2 separate regions of the Mus musculus genome follow, and region 1 is linked to region 2. A link is a contact called in public promoter capture Hi-C data. All regions are on one chromosome and are shown on one strand. Each heading gives the region's core, a stretch centred on a gene start, on an enhancer-like site or on the middle of the called end of the contact. The rest is flanking DNA. Distances are from core to core; before and after follow the strand shown. Region 1 holds the start of Pla2g7 (phospholipase A2, group VII (platelet-activating factor acetylhydrolase, plasma)). Region 2 holds the start of E130008D07Rik (RIKEN cDNA E130008D07 gene).

The links. Capture Hi-C pulls out chosen DNA fragments and counts their contacts.
Region 1: a promoter capture Hi-C map of adipose tissue shows a contact between it and region 2, with 2.6 times the contacts expected there. The contact joins the promoter of Pla2g7 here to the promoter of E130008D07Rik in region 2.

Annotation. Positions count from the first base shown.
Region 1 is chr17:43,566,228-43,571,239 of GRCm38.p6, forward strand. It overlaps Pla2g7 (phospholipase A2, group VII (platelet-activating factor acetylhydrolase, plasma)), which reads left to right and starts at 2,224. Exons shown (of 12, transcript NM_013737.5): 1 at 2,224-2,559.
Region 2 is chr17:43,156,544-43,161,299 of GRCm38.p6, forward strand. E130008D07Rik (RIKEN cDNA E130008D07 gene) reads right to left here and starts at 1,748. Exons shown (of 6, transcript NR_045155.1): 1 at 1,227-1,748.

The DNA of each region.
Region 1 (5,012 bases), core at 974-3,473, 410 kb after region 2:
TAACAAGGTTGCCGTAGGTGGTCATATAACCTTTTGAAACATAGGTAGGATTGCAAGATGGCTACAGACAACTTTTTGAAACAAAGGCATGGTTCATTGCTGGAGCAGGCATTACGGAACCATCTGTAGTTAAAGTTACGCTAGACCTGATGGGGGTGGGTTGGGGTGGAGAGCATTTCCACAATGCTCTGATTAAGCAAACTTTATTTAGACTGGCCAGTCAGTTGCCTCTCCCAAAATCGGAATTTCAGAGAGCAGATCCTTATCAGCTTTTGAGACCGCTATTATGGGGATAATTAGCTATTAGTGCCTAGACGAAGAGCAGCGGACTCAGGGCTCAAGGGTTTCTGTGGGGTAAAGTGTGATAAAAAACAGGTGGCAGGATATTGGGCTGCAAAAAAGAAGGCAATAAAAAGAAGTGGAAGAATAAATCATGTGAAAGAAGAGTCATCAGAGTATCTGGGAAGGCATATTTTCATAAGGCAAGAGGGCAGTCATAAACCAGGCGTGGTGACACACACTTTTAATCCCAGCACTCGGGAGGCAGAGGCAGGAGGATTTCTGAGTTTGAGGCCAGCCTGGTCTACAGAATAAGTTCCAGGACAGCCAGGGCTACACAGAGAAACCCTGTCTCGAAAAACCAAAACCAAAAGAAACAAACAAACAAAACCCAAAGAAGGCAGTCATAGTCACAGGTTCGGGAGTTTAGCAAGGCAAAAGAATGAACAAACATCATGGGATTGCAAGTTCAATGTAGACAGAAAAACATGGTTTGCAAGATACACTGGTCCTAGGGAACAGACACTTCTTGTAGGGAATGGAGACTTAATAACAATGTATAACAATGTGGCTCCTGTTTCCTTTTCACTGTTCCCGGTGGGGCACAGCCCAGTCTTTGAGAAGCAGAGGTTTAATCATAAACAGGAATGATCCTGGATTGTCTTTACTAAAATGGAGGCTGGCTGGTTCTTTAAGACCTCATGTGTACTAGGCAAGTGCCCTACCACTGATCAGTATTTTCAGGCCTCTATAAATATCCTATATTTACTTCTCAGTTATTGTGTTCGTCCGAAGAGGCTCTAGTAGACCTGAACATGGCAAACCTAGCTTTGTTAGGCCAGAGCCCTTCTCCTCTATCCCCTCTGCCTTGCTAAACTGTTAGATTACATTTCTAAAGCTAGACACCAAGGTCTCCTTCTTACTCTCCCTTGATCCTGCAGAAAATTATTGTTTTAAACTCATAAAGACTAAGTGAGAACTTAACCTAATCCAAAATAATCAAAAGTATAATACTGTAATACAACAGATAAATTTCAACCTAATTTCCCTAAAGTTTCTAAACAGCTTTAGATGAATGATCGGAAGATGGGTTTGAGGAGAAAACCTTTTTGCCGGGGAGATACAACACACATGTTAATGCACCCCAGAAAGGGAACCCAGACTGATCCATAGAACAATTTCCCCAGTGTCTAGCTTGGTGAACCAGTGAGTTCGTCAGGATTGGGGTTCCTAACAGAAGTATGGATGAAGGGGTACTCATAGGAGCAACTGCGTCACTCCCACACAGCACCACAGCTCCGTGGGTGCGAGCGATGACTCATTAAAGCCGCAATCCTGGAGCTCTCTGCACTTTTGTATACATCCTGGCAATCCAAATCTCTCCTTTGTTCTTCAGTCCTTAGAATCTCCAACCCCCCACCCCGCCCCCACCCCCGCCCCGCCCCCCGTTGTTTACACTTTTTATACCGCTGAGAAAGAGCCCTCAAGAATCTTCCAAATTTCTGCTCCTATAGAGAACCTTTCACATCTCCACCTCCACCCCCACGCCCTTGGAGAGGATGTTTGTATTTGCATGGAAATGTTTTTACAGCAATCATTAATAGCCTAGTCAGACTGAGCTATGAGACGGACTCTTCAATCACTCTGTTCCTCATAATCGCAAAGTAAGAAAGCTGGGTAGGGGCAGGCCTTCTAGTCTGGAACGTAATCTCCTCAAGAGGTGAAGCGGGATTCTGGGTACAAAGTAGCAAAATACGAGCTGCGCGGAACCTTTTAGATTCTCGACTAGTGTTCAGTGATTCCGTGAACTTTGCGGATATGGAGAACAGAACGGGGCTAGAAAGATAGGCTTGGGGATGGGCACAGCTCGTCGCGAGCCTGATGAGAATCGGGTGTCAGACTAGGAAACTAAGAGCCCATCATCACCCTCCCCGCCCCCCAGGCACAGTCAGGATCCACGCATGGGCGCTCGAAGAGGTCCAAGTGGTGGCTGTCCCTGGAGCTAGTGTTGTGTGAGCCTGAGTCGCAGCAGCTTGGAGCTGTCAGGAGGCTGGGCCACACGCTCCTCCCCTGTCCCTCTTGCACAGCAACCGGAGGAGGGGAGGGTCGAGCCTAAAGGTAGATTTTACGAGGAGGCTGTATGCTCAACCCACCTCTGAGTTATTCTATCCCCGGGGGTAAAAAGACTGTCTGGAAGCCTGCCGTGCTAGGATCTGACTCGCTCTGGTGGCATTGCTGCGCTCAGGGTTCTGGGTATCCGGGAGTCAGTGCAGTGACCAGGTAAGAAGCCCAAGGGCAGGGAAGGGCTTGTGATGGTGTCAGTGGGCTACTGCGGGGACGTGGGAGCGTGGTCCTCAAGGTGGGTGGGCTGGAACCACAACGTTCAAGTGTTTGGCTCAGGACTCACCTCGGAGCTCCCCAGAAACTGGCTCCAGAATTGTTGCGTGGAGGGGAGGGGTTGCTTCTGAGAAAGCCACCCTAAGAATTCAGAATTGAGGGGGCGGAAGCTGAACCCAGTGCAGCAGGGAAATGTGGTGTTCTTAGATCTCATCCTGGGACGTCCTTACAAGGAATATCCCAGATCTTCCCAGGTCTAAGAAGTTTGAAAACTGAATTATAAAAATAAAGCAATGCTGCTCTTTCTTGGGGCATCCGGCTGCTGGCCAGATGAAATGACCTTTAAGGCTGGATTTTTACAAAGCAAAGTAAGCTAAATAAATTAATTAATTAAAATTAAAATTAAAAAAAAATAAAAAAAGAACATGGTCCTCGATTGGGGCTTCCATTCTATCCCATGGGAATCACTTCAGGGTCGTGGGAAGGAAAAGAGGAAGGAAGGAAGGAAGGAAGGAAGGAAGGAAGGAAGGAAGGAAGGAAGGAAGGGAGGGAGGGAGGGAGGCAGGCAGGCTCTTACTCGCATGGTGTTGTCACCTCTAAAAGGCACGCAATCTGATTTGGGTGGATTACATTTGACCCAAATAAGATTGCTGAGTTGGGAGGCGCGCGCGTGTGTGTGTGTGTGTGTGTGTGTGTGTGTGTGTGTGTGTGTGTTCCCTGAAGCAAGAGGGCTGGTAAGCAAATTTTGAAGTCACATTGACCTGGGTCAAAACAAAGAGAAGGTCTGGAGGGTACTGGAGAACTGTCAGCACCCAGGCAGGTTTTTCTTACTGAAGGGACCCTAGTAACCTTATAGAAGAGATGGCTTACTGATGGAGAGTCCTGAGAATGGCAGCTTCATCTCCTTGCCATGGGGAGTTGGAGTTGTTTCCCTTCCTCAGGCATTTGTACACAGAACCTGTCCCTCACTGATACCATCCTTGTACTGATATCATGGGTTGGCATTCCAGGCTGGCGCTGACCCCAGTCACCCTGAAGCTGAAGGCTCAACATTCTGAGCCTCTGAGAGCTTCCGAGGAGGGACTTTAAAGAGCCTCAGGTACTCACTAAGCAATTGAGGATTCCCCTGTGAGGTGTGAAGGGCTGGTCCAGGATTCCCTCACAGCCAGGGAGTGTCTGCTCATGAGTCATAAAGAACACCTAGGGAATCTAACTAACCGCCCCTCCCCCACTCTGTTTGTAAACAAACAACTCAGCATCTCTTTGAGATGGCCTCAGCATACTGCCTTAAGCAAAGGGCCAGTGGGGTACTTAGAATGGGGGTCCTTGGGAAGGACTCCTTCAAGGGGGACCTTCCTGTTCTTATTTCTTTGTTCTTCTGAGGAATTTGCTGTACAGCTGAGAAGGACCTTGGGCTGCCTTTATCTCCTGGATTGTGGGATCCCAGGTCTGAGGCACTCACCCTAGCTGCTCTATGAGGAACCAGGGATGAACCCTGCAGTGCTAGCCAACAGCCTACAAACTAAGGTTACAGAGGGCTGTGAGCTGTCCTGTGGGTGCTGGGAATTGAACCTAAGTCCTCTAGACGAGTATCCAGTGCTCTTAATCATAGTGCCATCTCTTAAGCAGCCCCCACCCTCAGCTCTATACCTTAAGCTTGCCAGTTTTTCATGATTCATGATTACAAGCTGAGCCTGACTGACCCACTGACCCTAAAAAGTACAGAGCCATTTCTATCAAGTAAAGCCTAGATGAGGAAGTATTGGATAAAAAGAAATTGAATGAGAGAACATTTGGTTCTAAATTATGTTGCTCCAGAATTTTGAGGAAGCTCTGTTGTCTGCTGGCATGGAAAGGAGGAGGAAGGTTCCTACTTCTTTTTTTCTTTTTTTTTTTTTTGTTTTTGTTTTTGTTTTTTCGAGACAGAGTTTCTCTGTTTAGCCCTGGCTGTCCTGGAGCTCACTTTGTAGACCAGGCTGGCCTCGAACTCAGAAATCTGCCTGCCTCTGCCTCCCGAGTGCTGGGATTAAAGACGTGTGCCACCATGCCCAGCCTGGTTCCTACTTCTTTTTCTCAATCAAGTGTCAGCTACCTATGGCTTGCAATCCCCACTACTGTGATAAATTTTATGAAAAAAATATAACATAATACAATATATAATTATAACATATATATTGCTATATTAATTATATGCTATATATGATATTATGTAAATATATTTATTATAATTATATAATACACATAACACAATATAGAATGTATAGCATGATAATATATTATATATTAATATGACATATTATTAATAATATATTATGTTATATATAAACAAGTATGCAATATAATATATAATAGAATAATTATATTAAATATAATTAAATATATATCAATATAATAAT
Region 2 (4,756 bases), core at 498-2,997:
ACTGCCAAAGAAGAAAATGATGAAGAGCAGCAGCTGCCGCCACCGGGAGTGAGTCAGAGGTGGCCTGCAAGCCTGCAGGAACCTGGCCCTCACCAACAGAAAAGGCGGAGGACAGACACCTGACAAGAGTGTTCTCTTCCCTCCACTAAGTGTCTTTTACAGTTTACATGTTGATTTGGGAGACTGTTAATTCTGGGATATGCGGGGGGTGGGGTGGGGGGAACAACTCCAACATTCTGGACCAAATTTAAAGCAACCTTTATTAAATATTAGATATTGACCAAGGGATGGACCTTAGTTGGGACCATTTCACAGAACTTCCCACCTGAGAATGGCCTGAGCCATGGGTTGCAGGGGCAAAGGGCAAACCTATAGGCCACTGTACTTTCCCATGATGCTTTGCTGTTTCCTAAGAACTATAATTCCCAGCATTGCAGGAAGTTACTGGGTTTCTGGGCAGGTAAGGCTTACAGGTTAATTTTGGGCATTATAAGACAAATACCAAAATATTATCTATGATACTATTGCTTTATTTTATTTTATTTTCAATTACATATGCTTGTATGTGCATGAGAGTGCAAGTGCCCACAGAGGTTAGAAGGAGGTATTAGGTATCCTGGAGATGGAGTTACAGGAGATTATGAGCTATCATATAGATGTTGGAATTAAACCTCAGTCCTCTGGAAGAGCAGCCAATGAGCCATATCTCCAGCCCTATCAACCTGTTGGGTTGTTTAAAAATAATTCTTTTATTTTTATTTTTAAGTATGTGTGTGTTTGTGTGTGTGTGTGTACATGGGTGCAGTACCCTAAGAGACCGGAAGAGAACATTGGATTCCCCCCCCCCCCACCGCCCCCACCTCCCGAGCTGGAGTTACAGGCAGATGTGTCCCTTGGAAACCAAACTCAGCTCGCCTAGAAGAGGACTGGACTATCGAGCCTAAGCGCCCATCTAAGTCTTTGTATCCAGTCTTTCTGCAACCCTGGAAGCCTTTTTACCAAAAAGTACATTCTTTCATCCTAGCTGTTTTTTGTGACTAGCACCTGCTGAAAAAAAAAAATAAGAAAGAAAGAAAGAAAGAAAAAACCCAAAACATCATCAAAACAACAAAAAGCCAAGCCCACCAACAAGAAACGGATATACACAAAAGCCAAGAAAAACAAAACAAGCCCCCCCAAGCCCCAGCTATTCATCAAGATAGGAAAGAGAAACACCCAACTCCTACCTGCGCTTGGTGATTGCTTGGTGAAAAATAAAAGTATTTTTCCTCTCATTCCTTCTTTTGTGATCAAATGAATAATGAAGGGATTGAGCCTTTGCTAGTGTGCATGCCCCTGCAGGGAGCCAAGAAACAAATAGGTTTCCTAAGGGTATAACCCAGCCTTTTCGGCTTTTCCGTCATCACGTGATTGAGGGCTTCTGCTTCCCACTTAACCTGCATCCTTCCCAGACTGATTCATGGAACCTCAAGGGCTCTACAGGAAAATTCAAACATCAGCTTCTCTCTGCCATAGGACTTCCATCCGAAGGAATGGTTCCTTGGTTGTTGCCTTCACAGCCCTCACATCCGGGCTGGACCTGGCAGAAAGTTGACATTTGACCCCTATCTAGAGCATAGACGATGCTGGCAGCCGTATGTCCTCACTTTTGCCATTCCGGTGCCTCCCTCGGGGCACAGCCAAGGTTCCGAGATGGGCATTTTCAGGAGGAAACGATTTTATTTGAGGTCTTGGCAGGGAGATGAGAGGAGGAGGCGTGCCACCTTCTGTAACAAAAGGCATTTCCCAGCCTTAGACACACCCTTAGGCCCAGATGTACACTCCCACTCCTGTCAATCCAACTGCACTGACTAGCAACCCTAATGCCTGCTGCTTCCAGGCACCCCGCAGCCTGCGTCTTGTTTCCACTATTTCCTCTGCCTGTCGCAGGGAAAGCCTCACTACCAAGAGCCTTCAAACACAGTTCCTGTTACTAATTTTGCCCCAAAGGGTACCACAGTGATTAACTTAATGCTTCCCCAGGGATGACTCTCTCTGTCTGGGGTCAGGGTGGGGCTGGATGGATTTTCTTTATTAAGGATGGTGGGAACCCTCTTTTGAGCTTTGAAGTCTCGCCTTAGATTTTTTTTTAATTTTATTTTTTATTTTTGATAACTACAAAGGGACAGGAAGTCTCTTTTTACTCCTCTGAGGCTTGCTGTTCTCCAGGGGCATGGAAAATGTACACGTTGTTAGCCCCCCAAGCCTGGGGGCTGGGGCCCGCGCTCTGCCGGATTGTTTTTATATCCCAGCAAAAAGCATCTGTGTGCAGAACAGCAGCTGGTCTGCTGCTGCCAACTGCACGTTCCCAGTACCAATGTAAGCACTTTCCTTAGAGGTTAAAACCCCCAAGGCACTGTTTGTGTTTGGAGAAGAAATGCTCTAAAAATAGTAAGTGGGGGTTTAAAGTCTCTTCGTCAGATGTTCGGAAGCACGCTGACCTGGTGCGCTGCTTCTTAGAACCAGAGCTCATTGGCAGGTTGCTGTGCCTTGCACCTACGATTCCTGACTCCTTCAGTAAGCTAGCTGGTGAAGAGCTGGAGAATCTGTATTTATAATAAATCCCCGGGTGGGGCATTGATGTTGCTGATTTTAAGAACACACACTGTTGTAGCCAGTCAAAAGACCCTTACTCAGAAAGACCACAGAGACCGCCGCCATCGCTGCAAACCGCATGAGGATTTTTATTGATCCAACATGTTGGGGACACCCCTCTCAGCACGCAGGCCAGAGGAGAGACCCAGAACAAAGAAAGATCACATTTTTTATACCTTTGTAAGGGGCAGATTTGAGTAACAGGGTTCTTATTGGTGTAGCAAGTAACCCTTTCAGGCATTGGTTGGTTTGTATAGTGACTAAGTAACCCTATGGCCCAGTGACTACTTTGCTTGCCCCCATGGTGGGTTATTATGATTTGGTCAGCAAAGTAATAGTACTTTAACATCACAGCTATTAACGTCAAGGGAATTCTCACAACAAGCTCAGGGTGGTTTGTGGTCTTTGTCAGAATTCAGTGTGGGGCAGGGGTCAGGAGAATTGCTAATCTTGTTATGGTTACTTCTCTGAGAACAGCTAGTATTGTTTTGGTAGTTGCAAGCTTAATCATTTTGACCACCAAAACTATGTTTTTACATTTGTTTAGTCAGCCGGCTTCCCTATCTGGCTCTGCACGTGGCCTGCAAGTACAGTTTGGAAAGTGTTTTTCGAAGGAGGAAGGTACTGGGTGGTCTTGAATTCATTTTGGATATTACAACACAAAGAACCACTGGTCTGGTGTATTTCCCCCCAGTCTGTTGTTGGCTGCAGGGTGTAATACAGACACAGGGTTTATTACCAGGGAGAGGAGGGTACCATAGCTTGATGCAATTCCTTATTACCTGTGTCGCCAAGAGCAAGTAGCTTAACCTTGCTGGTCTCTGTTTCCTCCCTTCCTTGACAATCATTTCTATAGAGCTAATTTATATCAGGATCTTAATTATCTTGTTTTGTGGAGGGCACATGTTTATAAAACGTTGATCTTTCTCCCTACCAATATTTTTTCTCATTGTCATTTAAAGAGTCAGTTTTGGGACTGACAAGATGGCTTAGTGGGTAGAGAAGGCTTGCCACCAACCCTGATGGTGGGAGCTCAATCTTTGGGACTCACAAGGAAGAAGGAGAAAACAGACTCTGATCTGTACACATTTAAATTGGCACGTGAGCCCTTCTCCTCAAATAAAGTCACACACACACACACACACACACACACACACACACAGAGAGAGAGAGAGAGAGAGAGAGAGAGAGAGAGAGAGAGAGAGAGAGAGAGAGAGAAAGATACACACACACATCCCATACACATTTTTTGGCCAGGTTAGACAATGCTGGGGAAAGATATCAGATTTATGCATCTCTCTCTCTCTGGACTGAGTTGGTGACTGTGGGAAGGGATGGGACTTGACTACTGCAACTTGTCAGAGCACAGTAGGCCACTGTGAATTGCAGCTCTCAGACTCCTGGTACCATCCCATAGTCCAGCACATGGGAGCTAAAAGTCCAAATAACAACAATGCTGTCTGAGGACTTGGAGGCAGGTGACATTGTGGTAGGGATTTGTGGATTTCGATGTGTGTTTGTTCTCTGTTTTTAACACCTTCCATCAGATAAGTTCCTGTCCTGTTTCTTCAGATCCCAACCTGTTTTCCATTTCCTTGGGGAGCCTTTGAAATATGTGGCTGGATCTGGATGTTATGAACTTGTATGGAGTTCTGCACAAGTCTTTATAGTTTCATTTGATTGCAATCCAATTAATGTAAGGATCCTCCCTGAATGATGCGCCCTGTGAAAGCAAACTCCATGCTTAATCTCTTCCCTATACTTGTGTAGTATGCATTTCTTGACTTTTCATGAGACATTCAGAGACTATCCTATAAAAGTGTGTAAGTCATAAAAGTGTGAGATTAAAAAAAATAGCAGGTGCAAATGAATCACATTTTCTTGATCCATTCTTTGGGAAACATCTGGGTTGTTTCCAGTTTCTTGCTATTACAAATATAGCTGCTATGTACCTGGTAGAACAAGTATCCCTGTGGTATGGTGGAGCATCTTTTGGGTACACGCCCAGGAGCGGTATAGCTGGGTCTTGAGGTAGAACTATTCCCAATTTTTTGAGAAATCACCAAGCTGATTTCCAGAGTCGTTGTACTGTTGTGGCCGGCCAGCAGCTCGCAACGTGAAC